5 separate regions of the Mus musculus genome follow, and all the other regions are linked to region 3. Evidence: chromatin contacts called from public HiCAR-type and promoter capture Hi-C data. All regions are on one chromosome and are shown on one strand. Each heading gives the region's core, a stretch centred on a gene start, on an enhancer-like site or on the middle of the called end of the contact. The rest is flanking DNA. Distances are from core to core; before and after follow the strand shown.

Region 1 (4,030 bases), core at 106-2,605, 3.0 Mb before region 3:
CTGTGTACGGGTTACCTCACTCAGGATAATTGCCTCTAGTTACATCTATTTACCTGAAATTCCCCCTAGTTTCATTTTTTTTCACAGCTGAATAATATTCCGTTGTGTTAATTTCGTTATCTGTTCATCCATTCGTGAACATCTAGACTGTTTCCAATTTCTGTTTATCACGAATAGAGCAGCGACAAACAGGGACGCCTCTGTAGTAGGATCCTTTGGGCACATATTGAAGAGTCACATAGCTGGACCTTGAGGTAGACCTTTCTAAGGAACCACCACACTGATGTCCATAATGGCAGGACCAGTTGTCACTCCCACAAGCAATGGATAAGTGTTGTTCTTCACCCACAGCCTTGCCACCATGTTTTGTTACTTGTCTTATTTATCTTGGCCCTTCTGACTGGGGTAAGATGATTTGTTTTTCGAGACAGGGTTTCTCTGTGTAGTCCTGGCTGTCCTAGAACTCACTCTGTAGACCAGACTTGCCTCGAACTCAGAAATCTGCCCGTTTCTGCCTCCCAAGTGCTAGAATTGAAGGCATGCGCCACCACCGCCGGCGGTAAGATGAAATCTTAAAGTAGTTTTCATTTGCATCTCCTCATGATGTTGGACATTTCTGTGGGAGTTTCTCAATCATTTCCATTTCTTGAGAGAGGAATTTTCTGATCAGTCAACCGAGCAGAAGTACATCTCCTGAATTCAAAATGAATTCCTACTACTCCACCAAACAAAGACCAAATCAAGTTCTCATTACTGAATGATCTTTCCAGGGTGATTCCAAGGTCCTTTCGGGAACTTTTTTTTTTTAATGACTCATTTATACACAGTGTTTTCTTGAGTTCAGTGCCCTTTTCAGAGCCCACAGAAAAATTTCAAAGACCTATCTCGGTATTACTTAAAGGCTAAATAAACTTTAATTTTAGTCTTTTCTTGTATCAGTAGCCATACACGGAGACATTTCTTTTCATGCTATAACTTAACTTCACAGCGTTACTGATCTACCAATTTAACTCTTTGGAAGCAAATTAATTTTTTATATCTCCCCCTAGGCACGTCGATACTGAAGTTAGTCAATCTGAATATCAACTTCCTAGTCATTGTATTTCCAACGTTGCTTAAAAAAAAAAAAAAGCAAACTAAAATCACCCATTAATCTTGTTCATAAAGAGGTAGAAGCACTGTGCCAAGTGGACGACTGATGCCCTCAGGTCAGTAAGTCAGTCTTTCTAGTCAGGGAGGGCGGGGCTGCGAGGTGGTGGGCGGGTCCCGCGGGACGGTGGGCGTGACTTCACGCCCCGCCCCTGGCGCGCGCCCGCCTCGGGCTCCGCTGCCCAGGCGGAGCCGCGCAGTAAAGCGGAGCGAGGGGGGCGGGGCTTCGGCACCTCCTCCATCCCTGGCTGCGGACCGCAGGGATGTTCCCGGCTCAGGAGGAGGCTGACAGGACCGTGTTTGTGGGCAATTTAGAGGCCCGAGTGCGGGAAGAGATTCTTTACGAGCTGTTCCTTCAGGTACCGTCCGCGGGGAAGGCCGGGCGGCGGCTGCGGAGCCCCGGGACCCCGCCCCACCGGAGCTCCGCTCTCCCTTCCCTCGCTTAGGCTCGCAAGTGTGCAGCCGGGGATGAGCGGCTCGTACTCTCCTTCCTCTGCAGCCCCGGGTGGGCAACGACCTCCCACCCCCCACCCCCCACCCTGGCAGCCCCAGGCCAGGACTCCCGGAGCCTCTCCGGGCCCTGGATGTGCTGCGGGAACACGAAACAACCCCGTCACTGTCCTCACGGGATAGTAAGCACCCTTCTGTCCAACCTAGAAAATGGCACCTGCGAGAAAGATACTTCTCTTGAAAACCTTTCCCTAGCTGTCACCCTTTCTCCCAAGCCTTTGGATGGGGAGAGCATTTTGTTGTTGTTGTTGTAGAATCATACAAGTGATTTCTGAAATGCTAGGCAGTCAATTCACCATGACTAACTTAATGGATTCCCTAGTCATGACACTGTATTTCATATTCGGACCTTCAGGACTTTTTTGAGAACTGGAGAGCACACGTCTGGGTCCCTCTTGCCAGAGACGGCTGTCTTCAGCCCTTCATCTAATTGGTTAATGACTCAGAATTATAGAGCAAATCGAAAGTGGTGATAAGGGGCTCTAAAGGGGGAATCAAAACTGTTTTTCACGGATTATGCGTATCTGCAAAAGGGACAGGTAATAATAAGGAAGGGGAAAAAGAATAAAACCTGTTGAAAGTGAGAACACAGCGGTCTGCAGTGAGGCCAGTATCCGAGTCTCGAACTTAAATGTAAAATGGGACTAATTAATCGTCTCTGAAATGCAATGTGATTGCCAGAAATACACTTCTCTTTATGAAACAGCTACAGGCAGCGCTGTTGGTTGCTGCTGCTGCTAATAGGACTGCTATTGTTATTACTAATAATGCGAACCATTGCTACTAAAAAGAAAAAAAAAAGTCACAGTGACTTCCGCTTTCAAAATAAGAGAAAATTCTCGGGGACACAATAACAGAGATGCATTTCTAGAGTGAGGTTGTGGGTACCAGTAGTGATTTTTTTCCCCTAAATTTTAAAGGACTTACTTATCTCTAAATTTAAGGAAGGAATCTCTTTGCCACGCATAGATGCTAAACAAGAAAACATAAGATCTTTATTTTATCCATTGCCACTTTACAGTATTCCCTCTATAAACACCATTATCTGTTTTGTGACCCAATATGATTTGAAATTCACTATTCGGAAGGGGAGTAATTTCAGCCTCTCCAGAAATCATTGCTTCTGAACCCCCGGGGAGTGGGGGTGGGGTAGAGGAGGGCTGAGGAAAGTGGGGTTGTGGGATTACAAATCCCCTAAGACCTCAGCTCTCTAGTCAGTAAGTACTAGGTCCAAATCAGTAGTGTACACACAGAAGGCAAGATACAGTATTTCTTCATTTCTTTTCATGATTTCCTTTTCCCACTTAATTAAAATTTAAGCTCCATGGAACAGGTCAAGCAGTAAGCCTGTGTTTTCATTTTACCCAGAGAGAATTTGCTAACATAGATTATCATTTAAAAGACTTAACATATTCAAGAGCAAAACCCCCCAAACCACTTGACAGCTGCCCTGAAAATGTCTCATACTGACTTTCAAAGAAGCTTAAGTGATATAATATCACTTTGTTGATATCAGAAAAGTCCGTTGAATTTTACTTTGGAAAATGATACGGCAAAACTGGGAGTGTTGCTCAGTGGTCAGCACTAGCTTTGCATTCCTAACATTCTAGGCTCAGTCTCCAGCACCCAGGAAATAAGAATTTTGGCATATGTATAGAAGTAAATCTTAATGTTAATAGAAGAAAAAAAACCTAGAAAGCAGAATAAATCATTTTACTTTTATTACTATATTAATATAATTTATTTCAAGTTTCTGAATACTCCTTTTATACTCAAATATATATATTTTTTTATATTTTTGTCTTTTTAACCAAGAAGTATTAGGCTGGAGACATGGGGAGGGAAGATGGTGGTTGTGGTTTCAAATGTCTTGCGTGTGAAGCTCCAGGACACACTCAGGAGGCTGTCTTCATAGAAGAGGCAGCAATGGGGAAGTCATTTTGCTAATGTTATCCCACTCAAACAGAGGGACCATGAGCTAGTTCCTGCAGAAAGCATTCAGAGGAGAGAGACTAGCATGCTAGCTCCAGCACCATTGTAAAGATGTAAATCAAGTATTTAGGCAACTCCACCGTGAAAAATAGTAATCCTAGCGTATGGCCAGAGTCACCTCTGGTCTCCATGGGCACAGCCTCCAAGCATGCGAAAAAATTCACTCATAGAATTCTTTCCTCAGGTGTGGTTAACAGTGTTCTCTTTACTTCTTTGCTTTTTATTGCCTATTACAAGTTTTTATTGCTATGCATTCTGAATAAGTACAATATGTTGTACTTCATTCTGCTTAAATAATTGACAGTAGAATAATATTTCTAGTTGTTACCTTTTTTAGTGTTGTTCATTTTTCTGAATAGTTTACGCACTCTACCAGATC
Region 2 (3,997 bases), core at 969-3,468, 2.8 Mb before region 3:
TGTAACATACTGACACACTTCAAATAAGCCAGAAAGCACGACAGCAAGTGTACAAATGTTGTACGCATACAAAATGTACACACATAGAGAATACCTATTCACAGTCCACGGGGCTTCAGCATCCTTCCTAAAATGTCTTGAGAGAACTAACTGGAACTGTGATGATGGCGGGATGAGTGCACAGCAAGGCCCCATATCCTGACCTGGTAGCACCAGGAAGTCACTGAACTGATCCACCCTGCAGCTGCTGTGGGATTTCTCACTGAGAGAATACAATTCCCTGACACATAATTCAAACAGCACCGTTAAATCAAATGGACGCAGAGTGTAGATTAGTTTCCTACCTTAAATGGGTATCTGCCAACTTCAGCCTCCAGCTCCTCCGGGGTGAAGATCTTCCCGATGAACCGTTTGGCATCATAGATTGTGTTTTGAGGATTTGAATCAGCCAGCTCTAGGCTCTCATAGCCCACATACACATCACCGTCCGTGAAGGACACCATGCTGGGGATGCTGATATGCCCGTTTTCATCTGGAATCACCTTCACTTTTCCTGTCCCGGGAAAAAATACACCAACCGAACAGTAGGTGGTACCCAGGTCAATGCCAATCACTTTTGGCGTAGGCAATGGTAAATACTGTTGTGCCAAGTAGCCCGCCAAGAGGAGAGTCAAAACAGCTGAACCTGCAAAAGGTAAAAAGATAAGTTTTTATGAAGCTACCACCATATACTGTACCTATAGCAACATCTTCTTAGTAGCACTTTTAAAACAAAACATAAAATATTTCACTTTATAGGATTATTAGCTACTTCTTTTGGACATCAAGTTTTTAACATTCCATCGGGGTACAATTAAAAACAAAGGAGAAAAAAAAAACCCTCAAAAACCAAAAGCCCTCACAAATGTATTTTTGTATAATCCGTTACATGATAATAAAGGAATAAAATGTAAAGATATTTAAATAACCATTATGCTGTTGTTGAATGAAAATATCACAAATGTGAAACTAAAGCTAAATACAATCCAGTTTTCTTGGATTATTGCTATTTAGATTGATAGCTTCATAAACAGTTTTTACCTGTTATTACTAAAATGAAATGCCATTATGAAATTCCCACAGAGACAGCTTTGGTATGTAAGTCTAACCTGTTTGGTTATCGTCTTTACCCATTCAAAAGGATAAAATACGTAAGTTGGATATGTTGATCTGAAAACTGCTTAGGCACTACTGTTACCTCATAGAGTCCAGAAGAGATTTTGCATATATAAGCATTCATTAAGGATATACTTTTCAAAATAGATATTAGGGAAGAAGTATGCAAGTGCTAACCCTGATAGCAACAATATGTAAACTTCCCGAAGGCAAGTTCTAGTCACCATTGAATAGTACGGCCCATGAAGAGCAGAGGCTCAGCAAATATTTAAGGGAAAAGATCATATAGAAACATCAGGCATATTGTACACAAAAGCGAATAAGAACATCACTTTGAGTTTAGAATTAATATCTGATTTGGTTTCACTAGTCTGCGTAATACACCTGTCCCCACTCAAACCCATAATGTCACTCGGTAGTGCTGTTGGTAATTGCTAGCTCCTTCAAATCAACGCCTGGCACATCATAGCAGACCAAGAACCTATCCACTTGTCTCTTCCCACCTACAGACAAATCTCAAAAGCATCTCAGCGTTTGGCAAGGGAATGTTGATTCCCAATCGGTATGTTCAAAAGAGAATCCATCTAAGAATGCACAGGGACTTGAATCCCTCCCAATTCCGCATCCCGAGTGAAGCCAAGAGTCTTCAATCTCGAGATCCCCTTCTTATTCACAGTGGGTTCTCGCACAGAGAACCGATTTCGGCTACCCATTCAAGACCGAGGTCGTTAGCATTCCTAGGCCCTCGTCTCTCAGACCTGTGGCTGGTGGCACGACCCCAAGAGGCCTCCGGCAAGTCAGACCCCCGACTCCAGACGCCCCGCCCCCACCAGCTCCAAACAGCCTTAGCCCCCTTTTCAGGCTCCCTTCGGCTGCGTGACCTGTGATTCAGAGAGTGAGACAACCAACCCTTGCCCACCCAGACCTCGTCGAACTTCCCCGTCGACTTCCATAGTTGCAGGGACCCCTGAGATACTGACCTAAGATCGTCATCTCTCCGGCCATCAGTCCCGCCGAACAGGCAGAAGGATGACTGTACCGATGGGAGGCACCGCCCCCTAGTCGCCGGCTGTCGCGCAGCCTCCTGGGAAATGTAGTCCGTCGGCTCCGAATTAGCCGGAGGAACTACGATTTCCACCACAGCAATGACTCCATCTACCATGAGGCCGCGGGGCGGATTTTACTCAGGCCAGTGAGGGAAGACTCGGCCTCCCCACGCACGAAGGCCCAACAAACCAGGCTTTGTTGTGGGAGCAGCGTCTGGGAAAGGCCAGAGTTTGTCATTCATCAAACCCAAAACGCTGCGAGCTTACTCGCGGTTAAAAAAAAAAAAAAAAAAAAAAAAAAAAAGTCCCTGTAGCCCCGCCTCACCGCGTTGTATTGTGGGAACTGCAGTTCTGGACTGTCCAGAGCTTGGAAGGCATAAAGAGGATAAAACCAATTAAGATTCCGAGGTGGGTTGCGTTGCCAGGCAGGCGGGGAATTCAAACTTCCGGTTTTTTTGTTTGTTTGTTTTTGTTTTTTGTTTCGTTTTGTTGTTCAGCCTCTTTTTTAAGGTTTATGCGTCTTTGGTCGAAATCAAGATTCTAGATAGACTTCTCCTAAGCCCTCCGAAGTCCCCTTAGCATTCCACAGTGGGGCAGTCCTACCGGAGACCCCACCTCTGGTGTACCTGTTCGTTGCTTTGCAAATATCCTTGCAGTCATTAAATGCAATGCCAGCCCGATGCTGTTGGCAGTAAATTATTTCACGGGCTCGTCAGGAATGAAGTTTGTCCAGGACCGCATGGTTTATCCAAGATATTTTCAAATCTAATATTAACATTCACATATGCTATTACCAACTAATATGGAAAGATACATTCTACTTTTCGTTTTAATTATGTCATAAATGGCCAGAATTGTCTTCCTGGACAGGTCCGTCCTTTCACGTGTTGACTATCCGATCACTTTTCCCCTGGCGCCATAAGACACGTTAGCAAAGCAATTTGAAGAAGACAAGATTTATTTTGGCTCAAAGTTCAATGGTACAGTTCCTCATAGCAAGGAAGTCACGGAGGCAAGACCTTTTAACCAGCTGTCCCCATTGCACCCAGTCAGGAAGCAGAGACAGGAAACGAAGGCATCTCTCTCTCTCTCTCTCTCTCTCTCTCTCTCTCTCTCTAATTCAGCCTTGAACCTGCTGGATGTCGGAATAGCAGTGCTCATAGTTAGGCGAAGTCTTTTCGCCTCAATTAATCAGGTCAGAAACGCCCTCATATACATACCCGGAAGTTTACTTCCATGATGATTCTGAATCCCAGCAAGACGAAAAGATTAACCACAATTATTGAGGGGGAGGATACAGGTGGTTTTTAGTATATAAAACATGATGTTTTCCCCTCACTGTTTAATATTTGATACGACTTAAGGACTCCTGGACGTGACTTTACTGTTGGGAAAGTTCATGAACACTTAAGGTCCTAGAAACTTAAATGTGCTTCTCTGGCTAGGTGCAAATCAATAGTCCTAATTGGCGACAGGTCTACTAGTTGTGGGAAAGAACCTCTACTGGCTTTCCACTTGCGTAAAATCTTGTATCTTTTAAGTTTCTAGCTATCTATGTACTTTATCTATGATAGGTTGGTCTATGTCTATCTGTCTACCTACCTATCTACAGATAGATATTATCACACATACATATATAATGATTTTATATCTGAATTATGGCTAACAGAGACCCATTATAATACACTTTAGTGTTTTTAAATACTTTGTCATGTGAAAAATGAAAAGCATGTGGATATATGACTACTATTCGCCAAAGTTCTTAGGAAGAATGAAGAAAGCATAATTCAAACATC
Region 3 (4,370 bases), core at 1,124-3,623:
CCAATTAGGATTCGGGAGGAAGGATTTCCAGCATCTATCCCACAGTTCACTACCTATTGACAGTAGATGAGTGGGACTGAGGTCACAGCCACAAGAACTAGATGGCCGGGCTTCGAAGCCTGGGACTACCAATTACTAGCGATGTGCCTTCAAACTGCACTCCTTAGGTCTCTCATGTTCCATTCCATCACATTCAAACAAGTAATCATAGCAGGCATCCCAGAGCTATTTTGAATGAAGATAATCCAGTAAGACGCTTAGGGCCAGGCTTGGCACAGATGTGCTCCCAGCAAACATTTGCCTGGCACAGAAGAACAGCTTGCTGACGCCACTCCAGCAACCTGGAGCAGCCCACCCACCCACCAGGCCTCAGTTTCTTCCAGACAACACAGAGATTGCAAGTTGATCCTGTCTGATGTCTCTGCCCTTCTAAAATGTAAACTTCCAGGAGGTGTGAGAACACACAGGAAAAAAAACTGTTTCCAAAGAGCAGAAGTGTGCCCTCTCACTGGGGCACAGAGAACATAAATATAAACTCCACACACACATAAAAAAAAATCGTCATTTCTAAGTCACGCTTTTAAAACTAGGTGTAATCACTACAATTTACTAAAGCCAGAGTAACAAGCATACTACTTAGCCCACAGAAACTCCATGATGCGCCAAGACAGACACCATTTGGAAGCTACAACACTTCTGAGTAACAAGTCCTAACAGGAATGGCAAAGTCTATGATCTCAGTACAGGAGTGTGCTTAGCAATAAGGATACATTGTCCCTCTTAATAAGACAAAAAAAAAATCATGAAAGTCTTTAAAGACAAAATGAAATGTTGTTTTGAAACCAAGCCCTTAAGCATCTAGGTATTTCAAAATATTTAGTATCTAGTAAGATCTTTCTCTACTGACAGACACATTAGAACCTCAAAATTCAAGTTATACACAAATTTTTATTTTGGGGGAAATTTTAAGATTCTTCTTCAGTGTGACTCATAGATACCCCAAAAGACTTGGGGTTTCACTGTGACAGTGCAAATAGAAAGCTCACAGCCCATGTTTCCTGGAAACATCTAGGACCCAGTTATCTGTGTACCCAACACAACCTTCAGCAAAAGGTTTAATTTCTCAAGCATTTCTTTTACACATTCTCACAATGGTACTGGCATCGAAAGAATTGAAAAGTCCTTTTTTAAAAAGATTATTAATATTAAAGGAAGTTATTTAAAATCTGATATAAACAACTTAAAAAAATAAAAGTTAGTTAAAATTCACCACATGATGGGAAAAATAGAGACTAAGTTTGGCAGAAAGGAGTAAAATTATATCTGCCCACGTGTACGGTCATGTTGATTCTTAAATGTTTATCAGACAATACCTGCACTTCATTTCATATTAGTTAAAAGGAGCTTAACATTCTGTTATAAAGACAAACATTTCCCTCGACTCATAACTATTGTTAACTCTGGCTTCATTTCCAGAAACCCTTAGCAGATCTTCACTTAGGACAATCTCTAGGCTTTCAAGCAGTTGCAGTGTTACCTCCAAACATCTCAGCCTAAGTTGCACAAAGTAGTACGCGGCACGCAGTTAAAACCGCAGAATCCTTACCCTCGAGATTTAGCTCGAAGCAAATGTGGCAGAAGGAGAGCGTGTCTTTGTCTGTTCCCAGTTTACAAACACTGCAAATGTTGTCATCATTCAAGTCAATGCTTACAAACTGCTCCTCTTCGTTCATAGTGCCCCTATGAGGAAAGAGAAAGGAGCAAGTTACACAACGGCAAAAACTTGCTTATGGCCTGCAGTAACCGACCAAAAACCCCCCCAAAAACCGAAAAAGGAGGCGTTTGCAACAGCCCTGTCAGGCAAGCATCGCCATACCTGGAGTTACAGTATCACAGTTTTACTGCGAAAAAGCAAAAGGGCTGCCCACAGGAGACACCCGCCTCCCGGGTCGCGCCGGCAGACACCCGGCCTGTCAACCAACTTCGGGTCGGTCGCTGTGGCCAGAAGGAGCCGCTGGGACGCGGCTTTGCCAACTTCTGGGTGAGCGTCTGGAGGCGTCCCGCTAACTCGGTTACCCGGCTCCCCGGCTCCGCCGCGGCAAGACGCACGTGGGGACTGGGACACCCGGGAAGGATCGGCTCACGTCGGAGACTCTTCAGCCACGGACCGGAGGGTCCCGGGGACGCCACTCGAGGATCGTGGGCGTCCGGCACGGCGTGGGATCCGTCTCGTCTGTCCGTCCGTCCCGGCACTGGTCCTGAGCACCAGAGCGGCTCAGAGAAGGACCTCTACCGTCCGGCTCCGCGGGCCACCGTCCGCGCGCCACGATCCGATCCGCACTATTGTTTCCGCCGGCGCCGCAGCGCAGACAGCAGCGCGCTCCGCCCCGCCCGGGCCGCCTGCGCCACCCCGAGCCGCCCACGGGGAGAGCGGCCGGGCCAGCCCACAGCCCCAGGGCCCCACGTGGCCACCCTAGCGCAGGGAGTGTAGCCGCCCTCCGCCCGCCCCGCGCCGCCCCGCGCCCCCGTGCGCATCCTCTTGCGCCTCCGCGGAGAGCATCTCGCTCCCCTCCGCGTGGCGCACATGGACCCGTCCGGCCCGCCTCCCTGCAGCCCCTGAAAACTCCAGCCACTTGCGGATTGCAGGAATGGGCCCACGGCTAAGCCTGAGGGGTGGAGGAGGAGAAAGGCACACACGCGTGGGGAGTGTATTGCTTCAAAACCAGGAGCCTGAACCAAGTATTATCCTTGAACTCCTGTTTCATGTTGGTTGACTTTCTGAATGAGATAAAAGTTGATAATTCAGATATCCCGATTTAGGTATAATTCTAGAAGCAGAGCATCTTTTCTTCGAATTATGTATCACGATGTGGTACCTCCCATGCACATCCACGGAAAACATTCCCGAGGCTCCGCCTCTTGTTTTTAAGTCTACCCCTTTCCTAAACTTTTTTTTTTTTTAGTATGTAAATGTACTTTCATCATCTGCTTGACTCCTTAAGCCTTGCCTAGGCCACAAGTCTACGCAATACTTTCAGTTACGTTTGCTATGCTAGTCTTTCTCAACAGTCCACAGAAGAGAAACAGGAAACTCGGCTCTTGCAGTTTAGTGGTGACTAACCCTTTATCGCAGTTTCTTAGAAACAAAAACTGGAGCTTGAACTCAAGGCTGCGGAGGTAAAGCCACTAATCAAGGACTCAAAAAAGTCATCTGTGCCCATGCTACCGAAGTGTGGTGGATGACTCAAAGACCCCATGTGGCGTTTTTACAAATGCAGAATCCAGAAATCAATACCTTGCTCTGAAAAAGACCCCCAGATCCATGGACCTGAGGTGCCTCAGCGGGGGTGGCATGAGGTGGGATGGGGGAGGGGGAGTGTTTGCTATGGCAAACCTGGCAACCTGAGCTCCATTCCCAGTGGAACGGAAGTACTAACTCCACAAAGCTGTCCTCCAAGAGTGTCCCACAGTCACCAGGACACGCCCCCCCATTAATAATAATAATGAATATTTTATAGGTCCCTGCCCCCTATGCATATTAAAATTTGGGGTGTGTTAAATATCTTGCATTTTGGATTCTACTCATTTATTTAATTAAAGTGATTTTTACAAAGTTTATATTTGTATGTGTATGTTTGTATATGTGGTGTGTATGATGTGTGCATGATCATATCCTGGCATGTGTGTGGAGCTCAGAGGACAACTTCAGATGTCTGTCCTCATTTTTTTTTTTTAAATCTTGTTTGAGAAAGGGCCTCATTGCTGTTCATAGGTGTGTAGTGTAGGCTAGTGGGCCAGTGGGCTTCTCATGATCTCCCTGTCTCCAGCTCCCATGTTGCAGTAAATGTGTTAAGTTTGTTTGTTTTCTCCTGGTGTGTTAGTCAGGGTTCTCTAGAGTGACAGAACTTATGGAATGTATATATTGTGATGACTTACAGTCTGTAGTCCAACTAACCCAACAATGGTCAGCTGTGAATGGGAAGTCCAGGAATCTAGTATTTGTTCGGTCCCACAAGGCTAGTTGTTTCAGCTTGCCTTCTGTAGAAGTAGGTTTCAACAGATGTGCTGGCAAGTAAGTGCAAGCAGGCAAAGAAGAATGATTCTTCCTTCTTCCAAAGTCCTTATGTAGGTCTCCAGCAGAAGGTGTGGCCCAGATTAAAGGTGTGTGCTGGCACAACTGAGTCTGGGACTTGTTTTGTCCCAGGATGACTTTGAACTAAGAGATCTCTTTGCCTTAATCTCCTGGGATTAAAGGCCAGTACTACCTTGGCTGGGCCTAAATTTTTCATGGCCGCTATGCCTTAAGATCACCATGCCAAGATCCAAGTCAGAAGCTTGTGTCTTCCAGCCTCAAGATCTGGATCACAGGT
Region 4 (4,240 bases), core at 1,722-4,221, 2.2 Mb before region 3:
TGTCTGGCAGAATTAATGCAGTGCTCTAGTTCTCTCTGTTCGGCTGATATTTAATTAAAGATCTGGGAGGCCATCTTTCAGGCGACACCGTGGAAGGAGGAGCCTTACTCCCTCCTTGGACAATGTGATAAGCCACATGGCAGAGGGTGCCTCCTTCAGGCCTCCTGTTTAACAGACTGCTTCCCTGCAAACAGTCCTCCAGCAGGACAGGTTGTATAGCACTTCCCTTCACACTGACTGTATGCTCAAACACATGATCTCACAGGCATCGACTCTCTACTCCCTAACCTTCTCCACATCCAAACTGTTGGTAAGTGGCACCACTCCTCCCTCTCTATATTTTTTTAATCATAGCTTCTGTCCCCCACCTCCCCACCCCAGAACCTCTCAAGGCACTGAGAACACTTATTTTGTAATATTTCTTGAATCTCTAATAACACAGGAAAATCTTTGCACAGTCAGAGCCACCTTGGAGCACAAGCTAAAAGAAGCTATCTTTAAAAAATTTTTTTTTTCTTTTGAGTTAATATCTTCTGGAGACTAGCCCACTTGAGTTGATATGTCATAATTTTTGATTCCGAAAGCGGCATGGGTAATTTAAATTGGCACTTGCTATGCATTACTGAAATAATTGTTCTCCGGGATGGCCTTTGGAAAGCCTAAACTTCTAATCATGTTTTGACTATACAGGAACCATAAGGGATGTGTCAACGTAAGCAGACTCCAAGAGCAATAGACTAACAAACAGACTCTAGGTGGTGGTATAGGTTATTTTTTAATCACAATGTTTTGCTCTTAAAGCTGTAGGAGTCAAAGCCTTGGCCTTATCCACAAACATTTTGCCATTGCTAACGCACAATATTTTCAGATCTCTCGATTATAAAAATTCAAGTTCGGCAAAGTTTGGAAACACAGATAGGTGGCTCTAAGTCTTCTCGTAGCCACTGAAGCCTGGTTTCCAAGTATCTTGAAGGCACTTCACAGGACTCATCTGTATACAAACAAGCAGCAACCGAACTTCCCTCCTTAGAGTTTGTATGTCTACTTTTTAAGTATATTTTCTTCATGCTCCAGTCCCTGAAAGGCTAAGTGTGGAGAGAAGTGTCCCCAGTAGAGTTATTATAAAACAGGCTGGAGTAAGTATCTGGTTTGCAGGTACTGCCTGCTACAATTCTGACTCTCCTTCTTTGTCTACAGTAACTAAGTCCTGTACAGAAATTTCCTGTTGGTTTTGAAGTCCCTGAATCAATTAAACCCTGTTGGATATTACCAAACTGCTGGGCAAAACCAGGGCAACTCACTTGGAAGTGGAAGATTTCAACATACTCCAGACAGCAGCCACTCTTAGGGGCCGTGCATAGGAAGCACCGTTTGTTTAAAAAGTCGACTTATTTCACTCTTAGACAAAGGTGGCAACCTGATGATTAAACACTGGATAATTGCATCTGGAAGATGCCGCCCACTTGCTAAACCTGTGATTCACTAATAAGCGGGTTCAATGTAATTCATAACTTTAAAGAATTACTAAAGCCCCTGCTTTACAAAACCCAAGAAACACAGACCACACATCATTTAAGCATGTATTCGTATACACAGACACAGACAGACAGACAGACATGCCAATCTTGGTTTACTTTTAGTCTGTCTCTCTTTCTCTAAAAACACGGTTTTCCTTCAGTGTCACAATCAGCTTACATGAGCAGACAAACTCCAGCCTGGTGCCACAAAAAAATGAGTTAAAAGTTCTTGCACCTAATCATGTCCGGACTTTCCCCCAACTAAAATGACCCATTAATTAAAACAACAACGACGACGACAAAGTATTTTAACGTGAAATTACCTAACGTTCCGTTTTTCGTTTACGACCTCCAGAATCCAGTTAAATTACTGACATGATGGAAGGTAGAAACTCCTGGAATGCCTTAGAGATCAACATGTGTCAGACTCTCTGCCTGTCCGCCTTTTAAACACAGTGGATTCCTTTGTTCCTTCAGTCTGAATATCAACTCCTGATTAAAATTTGGAAAGTACTTTGGAAAGGGATAGGAGGGTCTGGGGAATGTTTGCACGCTAGAGGGTTTCTTCTAACAACAATAGTATTAAAGGAGGACAGTGGCACCAGAGAGGAGAGCGGTCTCCCCGGACTTTACCAGGCTCATGCGAGTGAACCCCCTCTCGGATGCTGGGGGAACTGGGCTGAGGCCTCGGGTGCAAGGAGCCTCGCCCTCCCTCGGCAAGCGGGGAGCTCGTGCCCAGCAGGCCGGGCCTGGGGCTCAGTGCTGCCCCTTCTCCGAGTCACTTTTCCCGGCCGGGGATCGGCGAGCACCGCGCAAGGGAGACGGCAGCGATAGGCGGGGAGCAGCGCGGGCGCCACCGAGAGCACCGCTGGGCGGCAGGACCGAGCGGCGCGGCAGCCAGCGCCCGGGGCTCGGGGCCAACGGGGGCAGCTGGGCGGGCGAGCTCGACCGGGGCCCCGCGACCCGGCCACCCGCGTGGGTCCCGGCGCAGAACACCCAGGGCGGCTGCGCCCCTCGCGCCAAGGCTGGCACGGACGAGCCCGCGGCTGGGAACTCCACAACTTGGCGGCTGCGCCGGCCGGGCCCGCGAGTTCCAGGGGAGAGCCGGAGCGGGGCGCGGCGGAGGGCTGTCCCCGGGATCCGTGTTCCCGGAGCTCCCCGCGGGCCTCCCCCGGCCTCCGCCGCCTCCACGGGCCGCGCACCCAGGCCGTGCCCGGGCGGCGCGGCGTCCGCTCCCGCGAGCTCCGCACGGAGCCCGGGCCGCGATTGCCACTCACCGAGGCCGCCGCGGCTCCGGGCCGCCGATCCGCGTCGCTCCCTCCTTCCCAGGTTAGCCGTGCCCTGCGGCCGCGCGAGGCCACGGGCGCTGCGCTCGGGCGGGCTGGGGCCGGCTCGTCCTCCGCCTGCGCCGCGGTCGCCGTCGCCTCCCGAGTTCGGGGCTCTGCTGCAATGTCTGCGAGGCTGACTTTGAGCGCCTCGCTCGCCGCCCGCCCGCCGCAGCCGCGCTCCTCCCTCCGCCGCCGACTTCGCGGCGGCCGGGTCCCTCCCCTCGCTGCTCCACGCCATTCAGCTCTTCAGCCAAGTTTCTTAACCCTTTTCTGCCCCTCCCTCCCATTGTCACCCGGGCCGAGCGCGCACCCGGAGGCTCGGCGGAGCCGGGGAGCCCACCGGGCGTCTGCAGGCCTCCTCGCCGGTGCTCCGGGTGGGGGTCCGGGACTGATCGGCCTTGAAGGCAGAGAGAGGACGCGGTTGGACCCGGAGAAGGAGGGGGTGCTGTGCTTCCCGAGCCGGCGCCCTGGCTTCCCAGCCCCGTCCAGCCAGCCGCCTGGACAGATTCCCCGCTAGGGGCCAGGCGATCGCCCATGTCACCCGTGCCGGGGCAAACGCTGGGGGCACCACAGGGGCGTCGGGGCACCTTAATCCTACCCCAGGTTCCCCAGCCTACGTGCTGGCACCTTAAGTGTCTCCCTTTCTCCCGTTTCACCCCACAAACACGCGTTCTTTTGGCGCCCTTTACCCACCCTCAATTTCCACCTCCTTAAAATCTGTGTCCCGCTCAAATCCCGGAAGCTGCGGCGCTGTATAACTCTAGGTCATTTTGACCCCATGCTCAGCACCTAGTAGGACCCAGTGATAAATATGGCATGATTCCAAGCGGAAAACTGGAAAGGAGACCTGAGGAGTGCACAGCTAGCTCCCTAGACGGACGCAGGACCCAGGAACCTGGTTTCTCTTCTGCTGCTTTGTCACTGCGAAGTCTCCAGCAGGGTCTGCCCGCCAAACTGCACCACCCCCAGGAAGGATCTGACCCAACAGGACTAGGAGATGGGCTGTCACTTCTTTAAAGCAGCTCTTGCTGGGTTCAGAGTCTCAATAAATAACAATTACATCATATAGCCAGGGTGGCAATGCAGGGAAACTTGGGTTTCCTGCAGCCTGGTCTCGCTGAACCCGCCTCTAAATTTGAGGTGGGCTAACAGATTGGTGAGGCGAGAAAGTGGAGGGAGGAGAGAAAAATAAGAAACCATGATCTCTTCCTCGCCTTGTGTTTTCTGCTTTTAAAACCTATTCTCTCTACTCCCTTCATATCTTACTTGTGAAGCCTCCTTTTAACGCTCCCCCTACCCCAGATGTCTCTGTCTCGTTTGTTTTTGACTCTAGTCATGAAAAGAATTACCTGCGGGAAGACTTGTGGTTGCAGAAGTTGTTTTTGTTTGACATTA
Region 5 (4,619 bases), core at 99-2,598, 2.6 Mb after region 3:
AGTATCAGACTGTTCTCTGTCATAGTCCACATATTTACTTTAAAATAAATTGGCTCTAAGTAATAAGAAAAAGAGTGCACACCCTTACAGAATAATAATCCTCTCATCATTAAGTGTAGGTCCCTTTGCATGTGTGTGTGAACAGGCATGTTCATGCATGTGCAATAGGTACTTAGCTAATCCGGGTGTCAATTTGAAAACCTGCAAGCTTTGTGGGGAAGAGATTAGTTTTCATCTGCAGTATGTTCATAAGAGTCGACTGTGGTTGTACATGTGTACTTGCTGATAAGAAAAACACCAGGGAGCTCTCTGAGTCTGGGGTGAGCTGGTTGATCACTCTAAGGAACCTGAACAAAGTGTTGGCTAGGAACCTTTTGTCAGCTGTGTCTGCTCACTCTGATCGGGGCAGAGACCAGATCCTGGGGCCAGAGATTCTGGTTCTGATTAGTCTCTTGTCATAGGTGTCATAGTAAAGTGACAGTTTATGTCCCTGTTCCACCAGCGGAAATATCGTGATCAACCCCAGACTTTGGTTGCATGACACCACAGCTCCATGCTTACTCCTCCAGTCACACTTTCAGGTGACACACACACTCAGTTGTGAGGGGTGCAGGTACAGTGGGGTTTGCAGGTGAGTGGGCCTTAAAAAGAACCCCAGCTCAGGTCCTCCATTTACATTCCCGGATCTCTCTCTTCAGACACTGACAAGGAAATGTTACCTCACAGTGCTAATCCTAGATGGTGTATAAAAAAAAAAAAAAAAAAACCCAAGACCCTCCTAGATCTTAGCCCTCAGCAGCGCCCCCCTTTAGGGAGGGGATCCACTCATCCCAATGAATTGGGACCTAAAGATGCACTGCATGAATGTCTTTCTTGGTCCATCTAAAGCAGGGGCTAGTAGCCATACACCCTAGGAGACAGTTGTTCCCCTGATCCACAGGGAAGTGTCAAAGCACTAAGGGTGTCAGGCCAGGCCAGGGTTAAGTCCTAGGATAGACACAGACCCTGCCACCCCAGCTCTTTAGGAACCAAAGGTCAATACTTCCTGTGCCTCTGGGGCTCGCCCTCTGCAGTACTCAGCAACCCGGCCACACCTGCGGGGTCGCAAAAGAGCCAGAGGGTGCTGGTGTCCAGGCGTCCCTGTTCCCCGTGAGCATGCACCATCCGCATAGCTAGAAAAGCCCGGGACTCCTGGGCTCGAACCCGTGGCTGGGGCTCCACTGCGGACGAATCCCGGGGCCGCGCGTGCCTGGCTCGCAGGGCGAGCGCGCGGAGGGATCCGCCGGGGCCGCGCCTCCCCGCCCCGTCCCGCCCCCGCCTCCTCCCGCCGGCTCCGCTGCCGCCGCGGCGGCCGCTGCTGCCGCCGCCGCCGCCGCCTGGATATAGTGCGGCAAGGCGCGGAGCTTGCAGTCACTTTGCGAGGAGGAGCGCGCGGCGGGCTGCGGGCGGCTGGGGCACCCGGGAGCGGCGGCGGGCTAGCAGAGGCGGCCGTGGCAGCGGAAGGTTCTCTCTCCGGGGCTGGACTTAATAACTTTGGAACTGTCCGCCGGTGTCACGTCCTGAACATGAGCCTCCTCCTCTCCTTCTACCTGCTCGGGTTGCTTGTCAGGAGCGGGCAAGGTAGGAGTGTGCGGCTTTCTTGCTTCACTTTCCCTCCCCCTCTCCACCCAACCCGGAGAGGCAAAGAGCGAGGCTCCCGGGGCCACGAAACCCAGGCACCAAAGTTGCGGTGGTTCTTGAGGCGACTGTTGGGATTTTACCTCTTTCTTTACGCGGCCCCTCAAATTCTATCCGTTTGCTCGAAAGACCCCTTAAATAAGAGAGGAGACCGTGCGGAATTGGAGATAAGCATCGTCGGTGTGAAAGAGATCATGGGAGGGAAAATTGCTCCAGCTTCTGGGATTTTTTTTTTTTTTTTTTTTTTTTGGCTTATTCTCTCTTATTACCCGAAATTGGATGAGTGTGTTGGTGTGTATTCACAGTTAAATATCTGAGGTTGCGGAAGGGAAGGGCATGGTGATGTTTTACAGAAGAGGCAAAAACTACCAGCATTAAAGTCGTTTATCAAAAATCTCTGTGGTGTGCAAGAAATTCAATTCTTAGAGATTCTTTTCTTCTTTCCCAACACCAGTTTTTTTTTTTTTTGGGGGGTGGTGGGTGGGCTGTGAAGTGAACGTTTGATGGCTTATTTATGTTGGAAACTAACAGGGGCCATAGATGCTGTAAAACAGCAAATGGCTAAAACTAGGGTTGTGTTGCAGGCGTTCATTGTGACCCCCCCTCCTTTGAATATAGCATAATCTGAACACGATCTATCATTCGATTTGAATTGCACCTGTAAGGGATTTGGAAGGTTGGGGAGCACTGGGAGTACTGGGGAGCTTTTTATTTATTTATTTTTTAATTTGGGTGGGGGAGAGAGAGAAAAAACGTGTTAGAATAGCCCTAGGGACAATTGGTTGAAGCAATCTTTGCTAATCTGTATATAGATGATAGGCATTATGAATTTATCATTCTGCCTTCCATAGTCTACGTTCACATAAAATATATTCACAATCATTTGAAACGTTTTGAACTGTCCAGACAAGTTTGGACATTTAATTGGGGGGAGACAAAATACCAAAATATGCACTGGTGGAAGTCTTAAAGGCAAAGGTAATATCCATAATTCTCCTATTACATGAAAGTGCAGGAATGCCATATTATTTGTGCGGCATTTTCTATGAAATTAATAAAATGCAAGATAAGTTAAAATATGTTCTCTAGATCCAATTCTAAGCATTTTTCCCCACCGCTTCTGCGTTGCTCATGTGCTCCAGCAGGGGGTGGTATAACTCCATTTTAAGCAAGAAATGCTTGTTTCTGCTCTTGCACCCACTGTCCTTCTATCATCCCTCAGTAGGGCTTGGCATTTTGGATGTAAAGACTTCCTTTCTCTGTCTTTCTCTGAAACTACAGTGAAATGATGAACCACGATTGGATGTAGATTTTTATGTTCTGAAGTACAAATTCACATGCTAGATATTGCTCTCATTTATAAAGTGCCTCTTTCTGCCATCCTAACAGAGGATGGGTAATATTTCAGTCTCAGAAAAAATTGCAGATAGATCCATCGGAAGCTCATATTAGTCTTGTTCATTAATCCAGTCACCTCTCTTGCAAAGATCAGCATACACTTGTTCACTACAAGATACAGAGCTGTCATTTTGTGGGTGGGTTGGGTTGGTAGTTGTGTTTAACTGTTCATTTGTAACATGGAGAGGCAGTTCTGAATTCAAACAAGGCAGTCTGAAAAATCTAACTTAGATGCAATTGCAATTAGGAGAGTGTAGTGTGAAGTAATATGGGGGCAAGTTTGTGCCGATTGATGCGCTGTCTGGAGGAAATCATCCCAGTTGTAGAGTCTGTGCATTTATCATCGCTGATGCCAAGTGTGCTGGAATTCAGGGAAAGGGGAGAGGTTGGAATGCTTAAGTAGCTAGGCATAAACAGTGCACAAAGGCAGATACACTTTGGGTCTCTAGATGTAGCCTGTATTTGAAATTGTGATTTAGCTGATTTATAATCAGCACGCAGGGTGGTTAGAGAGGAGAACTGTGGCAAGGAAGCCTGCCTGCAGGGGAACCCATATTCCTCGTCAATGAAACAGGACAGACGGATGGCATCTTTGTAAAGAAGATCTCTCTGTCTCGTGCAGTGGCATGCCATGCAGACACCCTTAGTGGAGTATCCGGGGGAACCAGCTTTTCTGTGAACAAGCATGTAGTATCGCTGTGCCATGTGCTGTAAGGAAGTCAAAGACGCCTGGAAACAGAAATCCTTATCCAGGAGTCTAAATTTCTCTAGGCTGCTGTTTTCTTCTCTAATTACGGGTGCAGCCGCAAGTATCAGACACACCATTGGGAGCTATTTTTTTTTTCTCTTTTTTTAATGAACCATGTGTAACTTGCATTTCTGTTTGTTCTTTTTTTCTTTTCTTTCTTTCTTTCTTTCTTTCTTTCTTTTTTTTTTTTTTTTTTTTTTTTTGATGGAGCCATGAAAACCTACAAGACAGTGACCCTCAGGTTTGCCTTGGAAATACTAAAAGCTCAAATGGCTGATTTACGTTTCCAACAATATACTTGCAGGGGATTTTATGAAGCATGATTGAAGCTATTGCTTGAGAAAGTGGTGTGCAGTTTGACTGGGGAAAGACAACGATGATGTATTCCCTTTTAAGTAGTCAAAACGTTTTGAACCACAACAGTAGAATGGAAGAAAATGGCTCAAGTGAAAAAAAAAAAACTAACTTAAGTGGATGCCAATCCCATAATTAGCTAACAAGACCTATTAACTTCAGTCCTTACTTTCAGATCAGTGTTATTGTTCATGGAGATGAGAGAATTTTTTTTATTAAAAATTGAAATAGAAATGTTCTTTTGAAAGCCTTCCATTTCCAATGAAAGATCAATACCTAATGAAAGAAGGTTGTCAACTCTGAACTTAGTTGCCCATGGAAAGGAATTTATAATTACTTAACGTGTGCAATTATTTTTACCTTCTCTTTAAGACTCAGTTCCAGGCTCTGCTGTCATAAATCTCTAGTGAGTCTCTCATTAACAGGGCATGTGCTGTTTTTA

Evidence for each region. Promoter capture Hi-C pulls out the DNA fragments that hold promoters and counts their contacts. HiCAR-type assays count read pairs that join an accessible place to other places. Capture Hi-C pulls out chosen DNA fragments and counts their contacts.
Region 1: a contact with region 3 is called in a promoter capture Hi-C map of pre-B cells, with 2.1 times the contacts expected there. The contact joins the promoter of Rbm11 here to the promoter of D16Ertd472e in region 3. A contact is called at or near these places in 3 of 39 promoter capture datasets (liver and pre-B cells).
Region 2: a contact with region 3 is called in a promoter capture Hi-C map of liver, with 4 times the contacts expected there. The contact joins the promoter of Hspa13 here to the promoter of D16Ertd472e in region 3. A contact is called at or near these places in 3 of 39 promoter capture datasets (hippocampal neurons, liver and pre-B cells), 1 of 484 Hi-C or Micro-C datasets (B cells), 1 of 115 datasets of contacts at active chromatin or transcription factors (astrocytes) and 2 of 9 other capture datasets (adipose tissue and liver).
Region 4: a promoter capture Hi-C map of pre-B cells shows a contact between it and region 3, with 4 times the contacts expected there. The contact joins the promoter of Nrip1 here to the promoter of D16Ertd472e in region 3. A contact is called at or near these places in 2 of 39 promoter capture datasets (liver and pre-B cells), 2 of 115 datasets of contacts at active chromatin or transcription factors (astrocytes and thymic regulatory T cells) and 1 of 9 other capture datasets (liver).
Region 5: a contact with region 3 is called in a HiCAR-type map of astrocytes, with 2.9 times the contacts expected there. The contact joins the promoter of Ncam2 here to the promoter of D16Ertd472e in region 3. A contact is called at or near these places in 1 of 39 promoter capture datasets (hippocampal neurons) and 1 of 115 datasets of contacts at active chromatin or transcription factors (astrocytes).

The regions. Positions count from the first base shown.
Region 1 is chr16:75,591,536-75,595,565 of GRCm38.p6, forward strand. Rbm11 (RNA binding motif protein 11) reads left to right here and starts at 1,356. Exons shown (of 5, transcript NM_198302.2): 1 at 1,356-1,508. The coding sequence starts at 1,413.
Region 2 is chr16:75,764,600-75,768,596 of GRCm38.p6, forward strand. It overlaps Hspa13 (heat shock protein 70 family, member 13), which reads right to left and starts at 2,219. Exons shown (of 5, transcript NM_030201.3): 1 at 2,136-2,219; 2 at 345-685. The coding sequence starts at 2,160.
Region 3 is chr16:78,574,315-78,578,684 of GRCm38.p6, forward strand. D16Ertd472e (DNA segment, Chr 16, ERATO Doi 472, expressed) reads right to left here and starts at 2,374. Exons shown (of 5, transcript NM_001252439.1): 1 at 2,110-2,374; 2 at 1,607-1,740. The coding sequence starts at 1,733.
Region 4 is chr16:76,370,078-76,374,317 of GRCm38.p6, forward strand. Nrip1 (nuclear receptor interacting protein 1) reads right to left here and starts at 2,972. Exons shown (of 4, transcript NM_173440.3): 1 at 2,795-2,972.
Region 5 is chr16:81,199,349-81,203,967 of GRCm38.p6, forward strand. Ncam2 (neural cell adhesion molecule 2) reads left to right here and starts at 1,349. Exons shown (of 18, transcript NM_001113208.1): 1 at 1,349-1,620. The coding sequence starts at 1,566.